2 separate regions of the Urocitellus parryii genome follow, and region 1 is linked to region 2. A link is a contact called in public Hi-C data. All regions are on one chromosome and are shown on one strand. The core of a region is the stretch at or near the end of the contact, and the rest is flanking DNA. Distances in the headings are between cores, read along the strand shown.

Region 1 (5,462 bases), core at 2,804-5,303, 140 kb before region 2:
ATTTGGTATCTCTTTAGGTAAGACTGAAGAAAGGTATGCTTATTAACCATTTGCATTCCATTGGCTCTGAAATTTTTCATTTTCCTACTGAGTTATTCATAAATTTTTTGAACTTTTTACCAACTTTTGGGAGTTTTCAGCCAGCCTTTGGTCAAACATGCTATAAATAAAGTCCAGTGTGCTGCTTAACTTGATTTATGGTGCTTTCAGCCCTCCAAAAATTTTTAGATTTGTATTCAATTAAATTAATCTTTCCCTTCATCGCTTTAGTTTTATATCATTTAAGGGAAGCTCTTTCCCAGGCAGAAATTTGGGGAAAATTGTTTATATAGTAACTTCTATTTTATTCCTTAAATGCTGTCAATAATACTGGCATAATAGTTCCTTCAGAGACTGCTCCCTGTTCATATCATTATTGAACATAAATCAACAATAGTTTCTCTAAAAACTTTCCTATAACCAACTAGTGGGCAGTTCTGCGCTAATTAAATATTGTTTATAACTACTGTATCAAAAATTTAGTTTATTACTTTTAAGTTTCTTCTTGAAATCTACAAGTTGCAAAATAACTACCAAGCAGGCTTAATTTCTAGCAAGCCCAACTCTCTGTTCAATCCTTAAACTTCAACAGCATGAATGTAAAATAAAACCCGACAACTAGATCTTTCCTAGTGTAGCTGTAATTTAGTCATCTCTATAAGTCAAGGAATACTTCCTGTATGAACAAACTTGCAGTTTTGCAATAGCAGAAAATGCTTATGGTGGTGCTGTCTACACAGTATTCTTTTTCTTTCCCATCTCAGGTTCTGAAACAACAACAAAAAAAGTTCTACTTCAAATCACAATTATAAAATAAGTCTCTTGAGTTAGTATAACAATTCAAACTATCCCTTAAAGCTAATCAGATACTTAATCTAGACACCCTCTCTCAAGGGGGGGAAACAAACCTTAAGTTTTCTATCTCAGTTTCAGGTATCAGGCCATTTTCAGTCTTCCACCTCTTTACTGACTGGCACTAATAATAGAACTTGGAAGTTAAGGCAATTGACACAACTCAGAGGGGAAAAAGAGTATCTTCCACAATTTGGACAGTACTTGTTTAGCATGTATGGGTTTCCAAAGTGGTGGTCAACTCTTGAAACTACCCTAGAAGCATCATAACACTTCACATCCAAGGACTGCCAATTCCATTCAGTGGCTTCCTTCCCCTTTGGGAACTATTCAAAAAGTTACTATTTTCTTTTACAACTACTCACCCAGGCCTCTTCCACTGATGAAAGCAGGCAAAGCCCACGCTGTGTGTCTGTCTCCTAGAGAAGATTGCATCTTTTATTTATCGCCCCTTGGCTTTATTTTCACAGTGAATTCCTGGCTTAAATGCAATCAGCCAAGAAACCCTCCCTATGTGCTCTCCTGTCATTCCTCATTGCTTGCAAGCAGAGTCAAGCACAGAGAAAGAAAAAAGAAAAAGAAAGAAAGAAAAACCTCAACGTTGCCAGCCAAGCCATAAAAATTTACACTCTAGTTTGTTATATACTGAGAAACTATAGATGTGTTTCAATCCATTTCAAACCAGCAGAAAAGAAAAATGGTATAACTTTGAAGAATGCTAATTAGATGTTAAAAAGGAGGAGGGAGGCAAAAAGGATGGATAGCCTCAAAAGCTAGCCCCTCTAAACAGAAGGAAAGGGTGCTGAGCATAGAAAAGGACAACACTGGGGGCTGCCTTTGGAAATAAATGACCATGCAGAAAATCACGTTTGCAGATTGCATTAGAATTCAAATTAACCAGACCGGATTAAAACAAATCTTAATTCTCTCTTGGGGCCACTATCCAGACCCACACCCCACTCCCCCAAAGGAAGCTGCTAAAAAGAACGGATTACAGAGAGAAAAGACTAAGTGAGAAACCAGAGATGCTTCCGAAAGCTATCCACATCTGTTTTGTATGGTGTTCACTACAATTTCAACATGGTAAAGAATTGGAAAAAATGCAATTTGTAATTAGGAGAAAATATGCAGAGGGAAGAGTTTCACTATAGCATTGTTCATTTTGATGCAGTTCAAACACTCCCATCGATATGGCTGGCAAGATATCTGGACAGAATGGGGGGGGGGACATTCCGGAGGTGGAAGGCCAGGGGACGCTTTTAAACTCGGTATTTGAGAAAACTCTCATGGTCTGTCAGAGAAAAGAGGGCTGTGCTGCTTTAAATCACAAGTCCTTCTCTTGCCTTTGTCAAATATCTTCTACTTTACAAGCCCTGAAAAGAAATAAAGAGACTCTTTTGTTTGGTTTCCCCTTTTCGGAGACTGACAGAAAATTGAAAAGGGCACAAATAAACCTACAAACGGGAACAAAGTGCCGGGTCGTGCCCAGCAGCCGCGCCAAGGGGACGCGGGAGCGGCCGCAGAGCCCGTTGCCTGCGCTCCTGCAGTCCGACTTCAAGTGGCAGTCCAGAGGTGCTCCTGGCGGCTCGCCGAAGCACCATGACCTGACCCCAGCGCGGACCAAGCTCAGGCGGCGAGGCTCCCGAGCCGCCCCACAGAAAAGGGAAGCGCGAGCGGCTCCCTCTGGGGCCCGCGCCCTTTAATTCGCGAGCGTCCTCGGAGACCCAGGTTCCTCTGTAGAGGGTCCAACCTGCCGCCGCCTCCCTACCTCGCTACTCGGGGACAGGGGAGGCTCGGGGAACGCAGGACACTCAAAGCGGGACGGTCGGCGGAGCTCGCCTGCGCCAGACGCAGCAGCGACCCCGGAGCGTCGCGGCTGCCCGCCCGTCGGAGCCCCGAGCGCAGCGGCCACCAAGCGGCGTTAATATGCATTCCCCTCCCCTCAAATCGCGGTGGGAAGGAGGAAGAAAAGGAAGAAAGAAGAGCGAACGAACGACAGACCAGAGGAGAGGGGGGAGAGTGCAGAGCGGCCCGGCCCCGGCTCGGCCGGGCCGGCATTGTCTGTGCGGCCCGCGCCCCCTCCCCCGCCCTGCACGGCCCCTCCACACACCGGAGCCCGAGCCCGACCGTCCGCCCGCGCCTTTGTCCATGTCCGCCCCGCAAGACGGGCGAGCAGCCCTCCAGGATGTACGCCCCGAGGAGGGCAGGGAGAACGCCAAGAGCCGGGGGGGGGGGGGCGCCTACACCCACCCCGCCGACCCTGCGGAGGGGCGCGTCCTGCTGATTCATTTCCACTCGCACTGGCCCGTCCGGGGAGACCAAGACGGGGGCGGGGACGGAGAGAGGAAATGGGCACTCGGTTCGCATGGACTGTCCGAGCCAGTGAGGACACGGGGCGGGGGTGCCAGCGCGCGCCGGGCTGCGGGGATGCCCGCGAAGGAGGAACGGGCGGCCTCCCAGAGGGACTGACGGACGGACAGACGGCCCGCAGCTGCCCCGTGACTCACCGACTTGCAGGACGTTGTCTACGCAGCCGTTCTCCAGCAACGCGATGCCCCTGCGGAAGGGCAGCCGCGTTTCGTCGCCGCCGTCCGCCGCCCCGGCGGCCCCCACCGACGGGGCCCCGGCCCCCGCGGCGGCGGCGGCGGCGGCGGCGGCGGCAGCGGCGGCGGCGGCGGCCGAGGTGGCGGCCGGCGAGGACGAGGAGCCGCCGCCGCCAGTGCCGCCGCCCGCGCCGCCGGGGCCGCCGCTGTCGTCGCCGGGGCCGCCCGCGGCGCCGCCACCGGTGTTGAAGGACGAGTACATGCAGATCTCCCGCTCGCTGCGGGGAAAGGACCAGTAGACTATGCGGCGTTGCACCGGCTCCGGGATGCGCTCGAAGCGCTCTTCCACGCGCTGGAACGGCCACTTCTCCGCCACCCTGCGCGCTGCGATGTCCAGCAGCGACTCGGGGCTCTGGGTCTTGCCCGGCGGCAGCAGCGCCGCGCCGCCCCCGCACGCCGCCGCAGCCGCTCCGCCCGCCCGCGGGCCCGGCCGACAGGCAGAGCTGTAGCCACTACCCGCACCGCCGCCGCCGCTACTGCCCCCGCCGCCGCCGCCGCCGCCGCCCGGCCGGCAGCAGAGCCGTTTTGCGGGAGGAGGCTGCTGTCCGCGCTCCGCCATGACCGCGCCGCTTCTAACCCGACAGCGGAAGTGCCGGGACCCTATAAACGGCACAAGGAAGCGCGACACGCAAACGCCGTGGCGACGCCACGCTGCCATGTAGGGCCCGCCGCTCCTTGTACGGGCACGAGAGGTGTGGCCTTCTCCGTGACGCAGAGGCTGAGGCGGAGCTCCGATAGGGAGAACCTCGGACTGGGGGCGGGGCCTATGCAAATCGCTGGACTGAAACATAAATAGAGCACTCAGCGGACACGGGGGCGGAGGGGGCGGCCGGGTTGGGTGCCCGGTGGGTTGTGAGAATGTCAGGCTGCCGTGACGCGGGGGGCGGGACTCAGGCGGGGTTCCCGCGGGAGGGGGCGGATCTCTGGGTCTGGCCCAAAGTGGGTGAGTCTCTGTGCCCCCTACCTACCCAACTTACCCCTCCAGTTTTTTACGTCTCTTTGAAGTCCGACAAGTGAGGAAGAGCCAGGTGGGTCGTAGCAGGGAGGGAGGGGAGCCAGGGGGTGTGCAGAGAGGAGTGTTCGGGGGCTAATGGGGGCGGGGCCCGCGGTCCTATGCCCCACCCCCCGTCAGCCTGCCCGCGGGGGGAAAAGCCTCTGGGCGGAGGAGGCGCTTTCAAAACAAAGAAATGCGGCACGGAGCCCGGGGGACGCGGGTGGAGAGGAAGGCGGAGGAGGCGCGGCCGAGGCAGCCTGGCTGCCCGCTTCCCTTCCAGCCAGTCCGGGGAACTACCCCCACCCCCAGCCGAGGCTGCAGCTTGGGGGAAGGGGGAGGAGGGCTGTGCACGGCGGTTGTTTCCACTTCACTTTTGTAGACCCGGGTGGGAAAAGAGAGCGCCCGCGTAGCTGCACCGCACCCAGCCCTGAGCCCCGCGTTCGCTCTGTCCCGGCGGCCGGTCTGGGAACCGAGCCGGCCGAGTTCCCGAAAAGGAGCAGAGCTCTTGGAACCTGCCCCGCAGCACCGCGACGCGCGTCCCGAGCTAGCCGCGGCTGCCTCTCCCTTTCACTTCCTCGATCCCTTCGGGCTAGGAGGCCGGAGACGGGTGGAGCCGGGGAGCTTGAGATGCCCGTAGCCGCGCCGCGGAGATCCGCTCCAGACCCTGGGTTCTGCAGGTCGGGTGGAGCGTCCACCGGGCAGTGGATTTAGCAAACACACCTTTGTGAGTACACACGCCACGGGGCGGGCGCAAACCCCACGGGCGCGCGCTCACACGGCCCAGCCGGCTGCAGACGGGTGGTGGACAGCGGCAGCGAGCGCGCTCGGTGCGCACTTGGGTCTGCGGCCAGGCTCGGACTCTGGAGTCCCGGGGCTCGGGACACGCACCGCTTTCCTTGCGACCCTGGTGGCGCCAGAAAGACCTGTTTTCCGGGGGCTAGGCAACGAGGGAGAGCTGGCGAACCAGGGAGCGC
Region 2 (5,363 bases), core at 624-3,123:
TACCTTAAGCCACATACCTAGCCTCCAATCTACAGATCTTAAAGCTGAAAGGGTACTCTAGCTCACCTAGGATCCTTTCCACATATGGAAGAGGTTCAGAGTGATTTATCAGAGATTGTATAAAGATCAGTGCCATGACTCACAGACGAAGACTACTCACTATAGAAAGCAGTTCACTGTATCTGAACAAATTTTATCACCACCATTTGTTAAGGTAAGGCAGAATGCAGTATGGAGCTACACTGTGGAAATCCTCATGCTTCTGGGCTAGCAGTCTGCCCTGTAAACTGAAGCTAGATTAGTAAAATTAGACTGTGAAGACATGATCTGGGTTACAGTCAAAGAGAGGCTTCAGAGGCTTCCTCCTTACAGGTCCCTTTCTTTCTGTTTAATATTCCTGAGCCTTTTACCAAAGAGGCAAATACTGGGAGGCAGTACTTGAGAAAACTAAGTCCAAGATTAAAATAAAATACCCACACTTTGGCCTCTGAAGTGAAAGATAGTGAAATAATAAACTCTGACCCCATTCTGGATTCAGTACTTGGGCAAGTTTTAAGAACAATAAGTCGTACAAAGTTTCCTGCTACACAATCCAGTTACTGAATCTGCTTTTTCTGACCATTAGAGGTACAGGCTAGGTCCAAACCACTATCCAGGTTTTCCAAGAAGAATGAATAACAACTGCTGGTAATACAACATACAAACATTAACATATGTTCAAGGAACAGTATTTTAGATTGTTAGATTATCTGCCAAAAGCCTGTTCCTTAGTAAATAATAGTTACTGTTGTACCTAAACTAGTTATACATGTTGCAGCTTGCTCCTCAAAGAGAAAATTCTATCGTCTTTCAAGTATAAAAACCTGCTTTATTTGGCACACAACAGTGAAGAGGTCTTGCAACATTTGCCAGAGGTAGACAAACAGAGCAAGCAGTTCAGTGCAATCACAAAATTTGAGCGCCAACCAAACCAGAGCTAATCTTTCAGTTCCTGTAGATTAGAAGACAATATTAACTCACCCTTTCTGCTTGTTGACTTTTACATCCCTTTATTTGTGTACTGAAAGAACAAGTACCTCTGTGGGAACTCTATGCCCTGACAACTTAATTATTTATCAAGTTTACTTTGGGCAAATGTTGATCATTCTTTTGTTAAATGAGTTAGGCTCTTAAATTAAAAACAAACAGACAACAAAAAAACCCCTTTCCCACAGCATGGCAGCATTTCCCCTTAGTAACAAGGTTCAGTGGATTCATCCTACCCCAGCTGCTATTTCCCCTCCCGAACAGGAAGACTTAAATATTGTGCAATCATGAGAGGGGAACCAGGTGAGTGGTGAACCAGGCAGAACTATCCAGTCTTTCAAGGATCTTCGAGGGGCACTCGCCCTGACTTTGGGGCGGTGTGTGGGAACTACCTCCTTTCTTGACGCTTCCCTGCGGCCAAAGATATCACCACCAGGACCTCCACCAACGGTGCAGCTTCAGCAGGAGAGGGAGGTGTTTCCCGACTCACGTCGGGGGCACAGGCAGGCGAACCTATCAGTTTGGGGTCCGCTCCCGAGGCAGCCCCAAGCCTTCTCGCCCACCTTCCACTCCCGGGCAGGAGGCCCAGGTTTCTGGCCCCCGGGGAGCCCAGTGCCACCGCCCACACCGCACGGCCTCACCTGCCGCTCCCCGGAAATCTCCACGCTGCCCTGCCCCCGCCCCCCACGTCCTCTGAGTGGAGGTCCCGGGACCCACAGCAATGGCGCAGCCGGAAACTAGCCCCTCGACTTCCTCACGCCGGACTCGGAGCTGGGGCCGGCCTGTGGGCGGTACGCAAGAGACTCGACTTCCGCCTTCCTGCTTCCGGTCTGGCGGTGAGTTGGAAGTGGGAGTCCGCGCTTTTGGGGCGATGCAGAGAGGCTGATGGCGGCCTCTGTATTGGTGTCCGGGTGTCGGGCAGAGGTGGCCGCAGCGCAAGGTGTGGCGGGGCCGACCCGGGTTCCCCGAGTCCCTCTACTCTGCGAGCCCTGCCCGGCCTGAGGCGGGGTGAGGGCCTGAGCTCGCTGGGTCGAGGGGCAGGGGTAAACGTGGCTCCCACGGGCCCGTTGCGGGAAGGAAGGAAGAAAGGAAAAACGAGCAAAGGGAATCCTAAGGAAGGAGGGCAAGACAAAGGACTAAGTATGGCTGGCTGTCCAGAACCATCAGCTGCAGCTTCAGGTGCCAGGCAGGGCTGGCCGGGAGATGAGCCCCATCGATCTATTGGGCTGAAGAAGAGTAGTATCTGTTCCTTACAGTATGAGGCCTGGGCGTCTGGTATGATATTGAGGTGTACTAGAGATGTGCGGCCTGTGGACGACAACGCCTTTATGTAAACAGTAAAACTTTGCCATAAACCAGGTCCTTCGCCCTGGCTTTACTTTGAAAAGTTCTCTTGCTTATTCACTAAAACTTAAATTAATTAGTGCATTATTGGGCTGAAGAAGGATCGATTTTAGGAGAACCCGGTTCCAATTATGGGTGGCAACGTTTTGAAGTCGAGGGCTAGTGTATTTAATGTCATGTATCTTAAGTTGAAAATAGAGGCATGATTTTTGTTGAAAATGAGAAGAAACTGGAAAGATGGATTTGAAACCACTGACAATTTATTTTTGCGTGATGGTATTGGGGGTAATAATTAGCTTTGTTTATCTTTTCTGATTTTCCTAAAAAAGGACACGAATCGCAATAACAAGTTAAAAAAATACCTTTGAAGAGTAAGGCTAGGTGTTTTTTTGTAATGATGTACTTAATCCAATGAATAAATGAATGAATGGATGTCAACCTTTCTGGCATACAAGGTTCAAGTTCTAGGAATAGATATGGTGAAGAGAGCCAGCTTGTCTTACAAGTCAGTGAATATCATAAATAATTTTATTAAAATAAATAATTCAGTAAAATACTTGATTTCCAGTAATTAGGATTTCCCTACAGGGAATTATAACTGTGTAAACTCAGATTAGGGAAAAAATATTTAAAAGTTTGTAATTGACAGTTTTACATGTTATAGAATTTAGAAATTTTCCATGTGAAAACATTACAGTTATCCTGAAAGTTCTGACTTAAATGTTTTATCTCTTCTCTTCTACTTACCCATTTTATAGAATTTAACGCTCTCAGAAGTATACTGTGGAACCAAAGAAGGCAAAACCACCAAGGGTCATCTGAAATTGTGCTTGGCTCACTGATAATCCCCGGACAAAATCAGAGATCACTACTCAAGCATAAGGTAGATGATTTTTTTGAATCTTAGCAGACATTTTTAAGTATATTTACACCCATATCCTACCCAGGTATTTTAATTCTCCAGTTTGAATAGAGATTAGCACAAACATGAAAGGTACAAAAGCCTGTGGGCCAAAATAGAATTTGTCATTCAAGCTCACCCAATCCTTATTTGCCAGATGACTTCCCTTATCAACAGGAAAAAGGAACAAAATGGATGGCACTTTTTATGATAACTTTTTTCTTTTATTAAATTGTTTATTTCATTGAGTAGGGGTCTCCAAAGCTGAAAGGGCATAAAATAGCACACACTTTTTAGCTTATACCTTTTGGCATATGAATGTAGGTATCATCCTGGCTCCCTTGCCTTTTTCTATTCCATTTCAGGAAATAGCCATCTATCACTTTCCTTTCCATGGGAATGTGTTTCATGCTCTGGGGCTTGTCCTTTTTTAAACATAAAAATTTGATTTGTACTTTTGTTAATTACTTGGTAGTACTGAGGATACATTAAATTACAAACAGGATTCAGCTGTTTCCTGAAATGAGCATGTGAAACAGACTCTTGTAAAAAGTGTGCTGTTAAAGTTTATCTTGAATTTAGGAAGCATATGAGAACCTAGTAGTCCTTGTGACAGAGTTCAAATAATTTTTACTTTTGTTTCCTATAAATTTACATCTTTTAAGTGTTACTATTCTGGCTGCAGATAATGTCACATCCTGTAATACTAGCAACTGGGGACACTGAAGCAGGAGGATCACAAATAAAACGGGCTGGGATGTAGCTAAGTGGTAAAATACTCCAGGTTCAATATGTAGTCACCTTTTCCCTCCCAAAAGTTGCTATTCTGGTTGGCCTAGTTGAATTTTTTCCCCCTCTAACTGGAGCTATTAGTCCTTATTAAAAATAGTACTAATTTGTACTTTAAAAAAATTGAATGATAATGGAATTGTGAGTTAACTCTAACTTTTTTCAGAATTTTGATTCATCATACAGTCTTTTTCCTGTTGTCCATCCCCAGCTGACCCTCCAGTTTTCCTAAGACTGCTACAAAGATGTTTGACATAAAGGCTTGGGCTGAGTATATTGTGGAATGGGCTGCAAAAGACCCATATGGGTTCCTTACTACAGTTATTTTGGCCCTTACTCCACTGTTCCTAGCAAGTGCTGTACTGTCCTGGAAATTGGCCAAGATGATTGAAGCCAGGGAGAAGGAACAAAAGAAGAAACAAAAACGTCAAGAGAACATTGCAAAAGCTAAACGACTCAAAAAGGACTGAAGGAATGAATAGGCTCTGCAACCAGAGAAAAATCATTTGGAAAATTATGCAGCTTTGGAAGGACTCACTAAGGTTTCTTTGGATTTCATGATAGTATTATTTAGTAAATGAAATGTGATCATGTAGAAGAATCATGTTTTGACCTCCATACTGTAGTTTTAGGCTTGGGTACCGAAATTTGTTGGTATCTACTGGCAGTTATAAATAAGCATACATACAGGTTGAGCATCCCTAATCTGAAAATCTCAAACTCGGAATGCTCCAAAATCCAAAATTTTTTGTGCATAAACATGATGCCACAAGTGGAAAACTGCAGTCAAAACACAAATATGCTAAAAATATATAAAAATACCACATAAAATTACTTTCAGGCTATACGAAACAAATGAATTTTGTGTTTAAGGTTCTGTCCTCAACACATCTCATTATGTATATGCAAATATTTCAAAATCTGAAAAAAATCAAACAATTCTGGTCCCGGACATTTCAGATAAGGAATACCCAACTTGCAACACAAATTCTTCATAGGTGATTAAGTCATTTGCCATTTTGCAGCTTTTGTACTGAAATGATTATGGAGAAATGAGTTTAGATTGTGAACTTTATTCAAATAGTGGCTTAAAATGGGATCCTGTTCTGAACAAAGCATGTTAAGAATATAAGACAATTATCCTTTCTGAGGTGAAAAGTTTGTTCTTAAAGGAGATATAGTATATTAATCACATCTTTTTATCAATGTACTCATTTTTGGATTTCTCAAAGTAAAATAGTATTAATGAGTATACAAGTCTGTTTTCTTCATTTTTTTCTGATTTTAGCCTTTAAGAAAACTG

What was found. A called contact is a pair of places that touch in the nucleus more often than the background predicts.
Region 1: a contact with region 2 is called in a Hi-C map of liver, with 4 times the contacts expected there. The contact joins the promoter of Zswim6 here to the promoter of Smim15 in region 2. A contact is called at or near these places in 2 of 2 Hi-C or Micro-C datasets (liver and muscle).

The regions. Positions count from the first base shown.
Region 1 is chr1:48,241,144-48,246,605 of mUroPar1.hap1, reverse strand. Zswim6 (zinc finger SWIM-type containing 6) reads right to left here and starts at 4,053. Exons shown (of 14, transcript XM_026402559.2): 1 at 3,399-4,053. The coding sequence starts at 4,053.
Region 2 is chr1:48,100,824-48,106,186 of mUroPar1.hap1, reverse strand. It overlaps Smim15 (small integral membrane protein 15), which reads left to right and starts at 1,873. Exons shown (of 3, transcript XM_077795805.1): 1 at 1,873-2,034; 2 at 3,129-3,253; 3 at 4,272-5,363. The coding sequence starts at 4,306. The coding sequence ends at 4,530.